Regions from separate parts of the Rattus norvegicus genome. Here region 2 is linked to region 1. A link is a contact called in public Hi-C data. All regions are on one chromosome and are shown on one strand. Each heading gives the region's core, a stretch centred on a gene start, on an enhancer-like site or on the middle of the called end of the contact. The rest is flanking DNA. Distances are from core to core; before and after follow the strand shown.

What was found. Hi-C and Micro-C count contacts between places; a contact is called where the count stands out from the background.
Region 2: a Hi-C map of liver shows a contact between it and region 1, with 4 times the contacts expected there. The contact joins two enhancer-like sites. A contact is called at or near these places in 3 of 12 Hi-C or Micro-C datasets (kidney and liver).

What each region holds. Positions count from the first base shown.
Region 1 is chr4:177,192,304-177,198,103 of GRCr8, reverse strand. No RefSeq gene overlaps it. Among named protein-coding and RNA genes, the nearest start is that of Ldhb, 18 kb to the right of the region's middle. Within about 2 kb of position 2,698, at least 1 of the 93 cell types and tissues checked has an H3K27ac peak or open chromatin away from gene starts, as enhancers often do. A contact at or near this core is called in liver, where this site is marked.
Region 2 is chr4:177,230,935-177,236,734 of GRCr8, reverse strand. No RefSeq gene overlaps it. Among named protein-coding and RNA genes, the nearest start is that of Kcnj8, 13 kb to the left of the region's middle. Within about 2 kb of position 3,229, at least 4 of the 93 cell types and tissues checked have an H3K27ac peak or open chromatin away from gene starts, as enhancers often do. A contact at or near this core is called in liver, where this site is marked.

The DNA of each region.
Region 1 (5,800 bases), core at 1,449-3,948:
AAAAGGCAAACACCTGTAATTCCCCAAATTAACCTATAAACCCCACCTGCCCAGGAATCAGGTAACTCCCTGGAATGCTGGGAATTGTAGTTCTTGGAAATAACAATTGGCACTGTATTTATATGTGTGCTACTTAGACACAAAGGGAATGGCCTCTCACAGTGGTCGTGTTGAGTGGGGCCTACCTACGTGCTAAGTACAAAGGAAACACCTTCCCATGACCTAAGGAGGCTCTGCAAAATGGCCGTGGATGGTTTATGCTGTGAAAGCTGGAAGAAGCAGACCGAGTCCTGTGAAAAATATCTAAATTTAGAAAGAATAGTAGGGAGAGGAAGCAAATAAGTAAGAGGTTGCCATCAATTCCACATGAAAGCTTCGCTCCCTGAGTCTGCCGCTGTGAGAGTGTAGCATGCCATGCGGGCTTCCTAACTGAAAGAAGTCGGCAGGGAAGACAGGAACCAAGGAACGCAAGGTCCCAAGGTTTACTCTCCCGCTGTCACACACTGGGGAGATTAATGGAGACTCTTCCATAAATGTTTTCATATACCAAAGTAATGACTTGTCACCAAACTTTTGTATAAAGAAGCCAGGCAATGTGCCCAGAAGGGTCCTTGTTGCTGACCAGTGCTGAAGCTGCCCTGCTTTCTGTCTTCAGGAGACCACGTTTCTTCTAGCCTCACCTGTCAAGTTGACATAGCCCAGAGTTCAGCCTGGGAGGATTGCCTCCAACAACCTGCTCTGTGGGATATATCTGTGGGATATTTTCTTGATTGCTAATTGATACAGGAGGGCCTGACCCATGGTGGGATGGTACTGTTGCTTGGCAGGGTGTTCTGGGCCGTGTAAGAGAGCTCACTGAGCAGAGGATCGGGAGTTAAACCAGGAGGCAGCATTCCTTGACTCCAGGTCATCCTTTGACTTTCCTTGCTGGTGGACTTAACCTGTAAGGCAGCATAAAGACTTTCCTTCAGGAATTTGTTTTTGGCCAGAGTGTTTCGTCACGGCAACAGAAAGCAAACTAGAGCAATGCTTACCCTCAAAGGTATTTCCATTTTCACTTTGCCGTATGGATGGTGGAATACCCTGTAACTGGAGAACAGCACAGCAAGTCCTAAGCAAGCTGGGACACTGCTTCTTGGGAGACCCTAGTGGGACCCTTGGGGACCCTTCTTGGAGTGGTGCCTAAGTGGTCAAGAGCACTTGGACAGTCATGCGTTCCAACATTTGGGTCCCAGCTTCTATGTCACAAGCGGCCATCTTGTGCGCACTAGCAACCCCAGCTACAAGGAGGCACAAACAGGGAGGGCCACTGGGGCTTGCTGGCTTCCAGCCTTGCCTCAGAAGCATCAACCCCTGGTTCCAGGAGAGACAAGGTCTCAAAGAAACCGTGGACTGTAATCTGGAAGGACACCTGACCCTCCTGGCGTCTGCACTAGTGCAGATGGACAGCCTCGAACGTAGTCACATGTGTGTGTGCACACACCCTGTAGACCATGAGCAAAGTCTCCAAGATCATTGGTTACACATTAGACCCAGAAACCTGGACAACCCCTTTGGATGCATCGTCATTTTAATGCTTGAGGCATGAATGCATAATAACACCAAGGGTGAAGTAAACAATTATTGTTTTGTTCTGTTGAGAGTCAGGGTCTCACTATGTTTGTCTAAGAGGCTAGTCTAGCACTTGCAACATAACCCAGGCTGGTCCAGAAATCACTCTCCTGACTCAGCCTCCTGAGTGCTGAGATTATAGACATTTGACACTATGCCTTGCTCTATTTTAAACAATCTCAAGTAAATGAAACATCTATTTATCTATTCATCCATCCTCCATCCATCTGTCCCTCCATCCATCCATTCATCTATCCATCCATTCATCCATCTACCTATCCATCCATTCATCCATCCACCCCATTCATCCACCCCATCCATCCATCCATTCATCCATCCATTTATCTGTCCATTCATCTATCCATCCATCTATCCATTCTTATTCATTCTTGATTTTTGCCACAGTGTTCACTACAGAGCCCTAGCTGATCTGGCACTTGCTATATTTTACAGGTGGAGAGAATGCAAGGCATAGAGGTCCCAATTTACTTAGGGAAGTGACAGCTAAGTCATGGACAGAGCTGGAGTTGAGCACAAGCCCACCCTCTCTGGCACCAGGCACTTAGACAGTTTGCTTTACTTCTGACAGCAAAGGGGCTGGCATTAGGCTGGGGCCAAGAGTGGCTAAGCTTTCTCCAAGTGGATAACTGGGATGCTCTCCCTAACAGTATAAAAATACAACAGAAGCACAGTACAGAAGACAGAAGGGGCAGTGAGACACGACCTGTAAACAATTTAGCCAACATGCGCACACTTTTATATTGTGTCTCGAAATTTTCACGGCAATGTTTTGAATGATTGAAGATGTAACTTCCTGATGTCTGTCTTCCCTTTGATGCTAAATATTGGTATGGAAGCAATGATATGATCTTTTCCTGTCCCATCAGTCACCAATAAAATAAAATAAACAAAAATAAAAACCCAACAACAAGCAAGCCAGCCAACAATGAGTGGCATTTCAAACAGAAGAGGGTTTTAGGAAGCAGTGGTAAGGGGCCACTGTGAGGGAGCAGGCCAGCACTGATCCTGGCTCATGGAGTGTGGTCATGAGCTCGCTGTGTCCTGAGGACACCCACACCACGCCACTATGGAAGCCAGGTTATCACTATTTAAAACTCTGGTACAAACAGGTTTAAAGGGCATGAACAGGATGCACAGGACACTTCAGAGTCCAAAGAGCCAGCTAGTCCACGTGATCACATGAAATGAAAGATTCCACTCCTCCTGGGCTCTAAGGACCTGGCTGGCTATGTTCTCTGTTTTAGCTTTTATGTTTCAGGAAAGAGAGCAAGAGACATGGAGGGGGTCTGTCTCCCCGGGTGGTGTTTCAGAACACCTAAGGGACACAAAGCCCTTTCTCTAGGCTGTGGTGTGCGTTCCCCTGAGGCGGTGGGTAAACACGCAACATTGGCAGCCTTCCACCGAAAATAAAAATCATCACTCAAGAAGAAACTTGATGTTCCAGAGCCCCCACAGCCACCAAAATGGGAAAAAAAGCTTTCTATTGTGTTTTCTGTGTAACGTGAACGCCAAGAAATGGGGACCAAGGTAGAAGGTTCTTGTGAGTGGAACATAAACTGACTATGACGTGTCTGACCGCTTGCTCTAAGTGTGCATTTTCTGCCAACTGTAAACATTATTATGATTAAACCACGCAATTCTCCTCAATCTGATAGAGACAAAGACAGGTTACCAGCTGAGGACTGCTCCCAGGGTCTGGACTATCAGGAGTGAGGAATCTGACCTTTGTGGATTTAGGCTTCTTAGATTTGACTGTGACTTGGGATAGATAATTGCCAAAGGACCTTTAATCTCTAAATCTAATTATCTCATTGATGAATTTAACTTTTCTCTCTCACTGCTGTGATAAAATACCTAACCAAAGCAAGTGAAGGAAGAAGGCATCTGCCTGACTTACAAATCTGGGGCACTGGGAGCTGAGAGGGACCTCAGCAAACCGTACCCGTATCTGGAAGCAGAGAGGCAGAGAGAGAGAGAGAGAGAGAGAGAGAGAGAGAGAGAGAGAGAGAGAGAGAGAGAGAACACGAACGAACCCAGGACCCCAGCCCATGCAATAATAGAATTCACATTCTGGGTGGGCTTCTCAATTAATTCCAACTAAAAATACCCTTAGTGGCATGCCTAGAATTTGTCTCCTGGGTAATTCTAGATACTGCCAAAATCAACTATTCGGTGATATAAATGAGGGTTAGAAGACATGCCTTTATAAACACACAATTAATGCATTAATTCATTTACTTGATAATAATGGACAACATTCATCGGACCAGGCACTTTTCCAATGATACTTTTGACTTTATACCTATGAGTACGTTACATTTTCCCCGGAGCTCCATGACAAAAAGAATGAGTCTCATTCTCATTTTAAGATTGAGATGACATTAAATTTAAAAGTACAGTATTTTTTAAAGCTAGTGGTCAAGCTTCATAGCTAGCTGGGATTCAAATGCAGGCGCTCTGTCTCATAAGACACACATAAAAGAATTCTGCGATCTAGCTACTGCGAATTTCAAAATATTCCTCCTGATCCAGACCCAGCCCTGACCACCATGACTACTGCATTTGTGCAGTGTGGTCTACTGTTCCAGAGAAGCTTTTACTGAGGCAGAAAGAAATTTTGAAGTGGGTCAATTACTCTGAGGCTCAGAACTGCTCTTGTGTGCATAGGCCTGTGAGTTTACAAGTGCATGTGCACACATGTTTGTGCAAGGCTGACCTTGACACTTGAGTATCTTACTTGATCACACTCCAACTTATATAATGAGGTAGAAGTAGGGTCTCTCCTCTTGCTGAACCCAGAACTTACCATCTTGGCTAATCGGGTTAGCCCACTTGCTTTGGGATGTGCTGGGATTACAGGCAGGCTGTCCTACTCACATAATTTTTATATGGGAGTTGGGGACCAAACTCTGGCCGTCATGCTTGCTTGGCAAGTGATTTACACACTGAGCTGTCTCCCCGGCTCAGAAGAGTTTTTTGTTTATTTAAATAAACAGCAGGGGCTGGAGAGATGGCTCAATGGTTAGAGCACCGACTGCTCTTCCAGAGGTCCTGAGTTCAATTCCCAGCAACCACATGGTGGCTCACAATCACCTGTAATGGGATCTGATGCCCTCCTCTGGTGTGTCTGAAGACAGTGACAGTGTGCTTATATACATAAAATAAATAAATCTTTTTAAAAACTTAAGCGAACAAAGCACTCATAGAACCTACGACTTCCCCGCCCCTCTGACTTTGACAAAGCGAGCAGTAGGGAAACAGGTGGTGAGCAGTTACCCAAGTCAATGTTCCATGCAGGCCACATCAAGGCCCTAAGTTGTTCCTCACAGAGAGGTCATCACCCCGTCTGACAGATGAGAATACTGACCCACATGCAGACACTCAGCCTTATCGGTGACAACAACGCCGGGAAATGGGCCACGCAAACCCCACTAAAGAAGCAAGCAACGAATTCCAACAACCTCAAACCCACCATTCCAAACCATCTTCCGGGTCTCCTGACGTTTCACTTGGAAGTTTTGTTTAAAGAGCCCTCCTTAAGCCCCAGGGAAGCCTGGGCAGCTTTTGTGTGCAGTGTGATTATAGGGTCCAGTTCTCAGTCTGTAGAACATTTCCACAGCTGTTTGTAAGATGGGAGAAACATCTTAAAAGCTGAATGAATCACTCTGTTGAGAGACAAACTTAGTCCAGTAGAGACCGTTTTTTTTTTTTTTTGTTTGCTTGTTGTTTTGTTTTTCTTCCCCACCCCTTCCACCACCACCACCCCCGTCTTGGAGAAGCTGATCTAGGAAGCCAGTGACTAAAAGGAGAGAACCCAGTGTCCTTGGTTAAATCTGTGTTGTGTGGGAGCCCATTTCACCCTTAGACAACACCGTCCCCTCAGTCTTGGTGGGAGTGTGTCTAGGGTGTGGCAGCAGCTGCTTATGGCTGGACGGGAGTTTTAAAAGATTTTAGTTTTTGTTATGTGTGTACCTGCGGGCCCTATTGGGGGGAAGCTGCAGATGTGAGCACAGTGCCCGCTGAAGCCAGAGGCCTTAGGACCCTCTAGAGCAGGAGTTCCAGGAGGTCGTAAGCCACCTGACAAGGGTGTAAGAGAGGAACTTGGATCCCCTAAAGAGCAGCATTCACAAGCAAAACATGAGCCCCCTCTCCTGCTGCACAGATACAA
Region 2 (5,800 bases), core at 1,980-4,479, 38 kb before region 1:
TTTCTGTTCTTAGGGGAGGGTTTTTGTGGTTGGTGTGTGTGTGTGTGTGTGTGTGTGTGTGTGAGAGTGTGTGTGTGTGTGCATGTATGTGTGTATATGTGTGTACATGTGTGTATGTGTGTGTACGTGTATGTTTGTGTGTGTATACCTGTGGGTGTATATGTGTGTATGTGTGTGTACATGTGTGTATGTGTGTATATACGTGTGAATGTATGTGTGTGTGCGTGTGTGTACATGTGTGTATGTGGGTGTATGTATGTGTATGTGCATGTGTGTCCGTGTGTGTGTGACTGTGTGTTTGTGTGTGTGACTGTGTCTGTGTGTGTGTGTGTGAGTGTGTGTGTGTGTGCTTTACAACCTCTTTCTTTGTAGCTTATGCTGCCCTGGGACTCACTTTGCTGGCTTCACACTCACAGCAATTCTCTTCCTGTATATAGGTCCCAAGGAGGCCAGAGGAGGCCTCAAGAGCCCTGGAACTCGAGTTGCAGATGTGTGAGAGCCCCCATGTGAGTCCTGGGAACCGAACTCAGGTCCTGTGTAAGAATAGCGAACACTCTTAGCTGCTGAGCTGTTCTCCGCAGCCTCAGGAGCCATCGTTTAGCAAGCAAGGAAAGCAACCAATCCTTAAACAACAACATCTACCATCTGAATGACAAAACCCATGGGATTATCCAGTAGGAAACTCTCTCGTGTTTGAGTTCCTTTTGGAAAACAATTGTACGTCTTTAGGGAAATGTTTTGCTCTTTCCTCTTCTTAGCCTTTTGTCACAGAGAAGTTCAAACACGCAGAACAGAACAGGTATTACTATAACAACTGCCATATGCTCACTGCTTGCCTCAATAGTGCCTCGCGGGTGGTGCGCTCACCGTGGTGGCTTGGGTGTGAAATGACCACCGTGGGTTTATGTGTTTGAATACTTGGGCCCTAGCTGAGGTCGGAAGGTGTGGAACGTTTAGAAAGTAGAGCCAGTGGGAGGACATGAGTCACAAGAAACCAGGCTTGAGGTTTGAGAGCATGGTCCCACTTCCTGTCTGCTCTCTGCTTACTAACTGTGGATGCGTTGACCAGCCACATCCTATGGCTACTGCCATGCCTTCTTTGCCCCGATGGAATATATCCTATCAATTATATGCATTTGGCATGCACATATGTGTACATGCATGAGAGCAGTGCCCATGGGGATGAGACCTAGGCATCAGATCCCCTGGAGTTGGAGTTCTCGGTGGCTATGGACTGCCATGTGAGTGCTGAACTCTGGGAGAGCCACAGGTGCTCTTACCATGCAGCTGCCTCTGCAGCCCCAAGTAAAACTGTCCTGGAACCAGGAATTGGATGTCACATACTGCCCTCTGTTTGAAGTCTTTTAATTTAAAATTAGGGACATGGCCATAGGAAAAGTTGATGAAGAATGTCAAGTCTGTAACCCTATGGTCACGTTCCCAGAAAAGCAAAAGTTGTAGCCGTGAACTAAGAAAAAGGGGTCTGGGAAGAGAGGACATCTACCAGCCTCCTGGCACTGTGTATTTAAGCAAATGCTATGATAAATAGTCCGAAGGCGAGAGCAAGGGTGAGGGGATTGAAATGATTTATGAATGAAATTATTTATGAAATATGGATAAGTAGGCTGATGGGAGGTTTGAAAGGGTTAGTAAGAACATTTTGGTAAAAGCAGAGAATTTTAGCCTCAGTAGCTTACAGCTCCATGTGATACCTCTCGCACCCTTCCTCTCTGTCTCTGTCTCTCTGTCTCTGTCTCTGTCTCTCTGTGTGTGTGTGTGTGTCTCTCTCTCTCTGTCTCTCTCTTTCAATCTCTATCTATCTATATTATCTATATCTACATATATACCATAACCTATATCTATATAATAACATATAATAATTTATACATCTGTGTATCTCTATATCTCTGTCAATATAGATGTTATAGACAGGCAGATGCAGTACTAGGTGAACTTGAAGAGATATAAAGTGTTGAGAATGAAGCTGGAAAATGAACCCAGGAAGCCACATTGGAGTCCAGCTAGAAAAGCCTTGACTGCCATTCCCGAAAAAGTCGGTCTCTCTCCAGTTGTCTATGTGAATATGTGAAGCCTTTAGAGAACTCCGTTGATTTGTAGCATTTTCAACTGAGAAGCGGATCTCGGCTTTAATTTTGCATACAACACATTTCACCCTTTGCTTTGTCAACACACACCGAAGCGGTCCAGGAGTATGTAGATATTTAGCCTCAATCTGTGTGTGTGCACAGGGCTGTGTGTGAAGATGGTGCATGTGGTGGGTGTGCGCTGGTGCAAATGAGCATGTGGAGGCCGGAGATTGATACTAGATACCTTATTCTTTGCTGCTTTATTTTTTGAGAAAGGGTCTCCTCTCATTGACTGACCTGGGGCTCATCACTGCGGATTGGCTGGCTGGTCAGCAGCTTCAGGAAGCCACTTGTTGCTACTCCTGTCGTGTTGGAGTTGCACGAAGCTGTGACAGGCTTTGAGGTGGGTTCTGGGTCCAAAAGCAGTTCTTTCTGCACACTTGCACCCGGAGCACTTCACCAAGTGGGCCATGTCCTCCCTGCTGAGCGTTCATTCAAACAAACCGTTCTTGATACAATAGTTTCACCTCAGTTACCCCCCAGAGAGCCTCAGAGGGACAGAGGCAGGGCTTACACTGAAGGGAGCTGTAGAAGTCTTGGAGAGGGAGAGAGCTGCCTGAAAAAGACAATCAATAAAGATGTAAGCCCTTTAAAGCAGAATTGGCTCCAATGTCCTATCTTGACCTGACATTAAAGGCTGATTAAGATTTCCACGGACTTGAACTTGAATCTTTGCAGTAAATTACTGTCAGTGTAATTGGAGTCACATCCTCCGAAGGTCTGTGGGGAGTTCCCATCACATTTGATGAGAATCGTGTAGAAAGATCCTGGGAAGAGCGTGGCCCCTAAGCTTCCTCTTGAGCTGCCTGTAGGGTTTGTTGTGAATGCTTTCACGCACTGCTCCTTGGAGACACAAATTTTAGTCCTTTCTCTGCCTTCTACATCCTGAAAGTAACGAAATGAAGGGGATACAGAGGTCTTTTCACTCTTTCCTCTTTATCTGAGACTAATTTAGTCATCAAAGAGGAAAGCGTTCTCCCTATAAACTGCAGAGCGCAGAACAATATCAACAGGAGCAGGAAATGCTTCACCATGCTCACTGGTGACACTGTCCTCCCTGGAGGTCATTTCCTTGGGCCACTGGAGGATTGCGAGTTCTGAGTCACTCTGTCAGACCAAGGCCAAGGGCACTTGGAGCATCTATGGGCTGGGGATCCTAGAATTTCACTCAGAGAGAGAGCTTTGGAATTCTGACAAAGAACAGCCACGAATTGTCAGCTAACACTGTGTGGCTGGGAGAGAAGAAAGCCAGGAAAGGGAACAGCTCTGAGGTGAGCAGTGTGGTGCTTCCGCTCCCAGAAATCGGCAAAGCAACACTGTCATGGCCCAGGCACGTCCCCTGTCTTCCTGTGCCTAAGTAACTAGAGGGCGGGTGTGATTTTGATTTTGACATGAAAATGTCCCTTCTGCATTTCTGGAACGTGTCCCAGGTTTTTGGTTTATTTGTTTGTTTGTTTGTTTTTGTTTCCTGTTCCACGTTTTCCATCTGATCTCTTTCGGGTAGAGTTGCCGTATCTCTTAGCTTTCCCTTAGAGAAAACAAACACGCCTGGGTATGTTTTGCTCAACGGCCAATGTCAGAAATGGTAGATGTTGCATTTAAATCACTAAAAGAATAAATAGACTCGCGGAACGAAACTCTCCACTGTATGCAGCCTGCCTCGTTTGCATTTCGCTCTGTCGAGTTTCACACGTGGCAGTCTGGAAGCCACAAAACTATCAAGGGCGGTAGACTGGGAAAAAGCAAGTGGAGTGGGCAGATAGAATGTCTCCACAGCAAAGATCTGGGAATTAGGTGTGAAAGAAACTTTATTTCTGCCCTAGAGAAAAAGTGTAATGAATTTGCCCTGTACTGAGAATCTGATTGGCTGAAGAGACCGCTCTGTGGTTAAGAGTGTTTGCTGCTCAAGCAGAAGACTCAGGTTACATTCTCTTGGCTTCTCTTGGCAGCGCGCAACCATCTGTAACTCCAGTTCCGGGGAATTTGGCTCCCTCTTCTGGCCGCCTTGGGTACTACACACATTTAGGGAGTTCGCATACATGCAGGCAAAAATACCCACAAGCATCGAACAAGGAAACCTTAAATGGTTTTTCCTTAGTTGTAGTTCCCTTGTTTAACCTCCTGCATCCCAGAACAAGCTCTCTCTGTGTGTTTTCCTGTGCGGTGTCTGTTAGGAAACAGTTCCACGTTCATTGCGATGCTCTCTACGGCCTATTTCCGTTCTTGACAATCACACACTCTGTCTTCCAGGTGCAGAGTGCAGACACTCAAGAGAAAAGGGCACAGCGTGCAAGAGCTTCTGTCTAACTAGGGGTAGTTTTGCCTGAAATGGAACTTTCTGTAAGTGCGATTGTGTTCCAGGTTTCTTTAAAAAAAAAAAATAGATGCTTAAGTCAAATTTAAGAATGCCAAAATTTTAATCTGTATACCAAGGAGCTAGAGAGGTAGATCGGGAGTTAAGGGTGCTTACTGCCATTTTAGAGGACTTGCCTTCAGTTCCCAGCACCCGTTTTGGGTGACTGACAGTTGCCTGTAACTCTGGCTCCGGGACATTTTGACATTGTCTTCTGGCTTCCATGGGTACTAAGTGCAGATATGCAAACCCACACAGAAAAACACAGATATATTTTTAAAAATATACCAGCATATGCAATTTGAAAACAAATTACAAACAAATGTGACAAAATTTTTAATTATTAACTAAATTAAAAACACTAAACACGAAATTAAACTTAAATTTAAAAAGAAAACATTGGATATAACTTCAGTTGCAATGCTTCACATCACCAGTGCCCTCTGCTTTTTTCTGCATCACTCTGGGTGACCCACGATATCTTTGGGAATGAAGCCACAAGCCTTCCTAGAATCTGGAGGCCCAAGAATCCCCTAGTGTGAATCACTGCCTGAACTTGAAAGAACACAGGGTGTCAGGGCCCTGTGACAGCCCTGTCTCCATGTCTGTCCTTGCCACTCATCCCTGAACCCAGGACCCTGTGACAGCCCTGTCTCCACGTCTGCCCCTGCCACCCATCCCTGAACGGGGGATTTCCTGAACTCTGCAGCTGTCAATCATCTCCTTAGTCCAAGTCTCCGGGATGAGTCAGACAGCCTGGTTTTCTCTTCCCACCAACTCTTGTCATCTTCCTTATCTTTCCAGGCATTCCTTGGAACTTCTTTTATACTAATAAAAAGAATAACAATGCAAGGCTGCAGGAGATTAATTTGGCTTGGAATTTTTTGACTGTTACAGATGCAGTGGGGTCAGATGAAGCCATTGCCTCCCATGTGAGTGAGGGATTCTACTCAGAATCTCCCGCAGTTTCTGATTCGCTCGCTTGGCATTGCTTAATGATGCCCATTTCCGGAAAGTGTAGCATCAGAGAATGGGGGCTGACAGCTTCTCCTTCAACTTCTTTCCCTGTGTTAAATTACTTGGTGTTAAGACATTCTTGTTGGAAGACTAAGGCACAGCACTTGATGCAAGGGTGAGACTTCAGGAACTGACTTGGTTGTCAGCAGCCATAGCTGGGGTCTAGCCCCCATGGTCTTCTTGTGTGGGCATCATCACTATCTTAGGATCTATTGGGCATTCTAGAACAAATTCACTGGCTCTCCCTTGTCATTGGACTGTTGGTGCCTTACCTGTTAAAGAG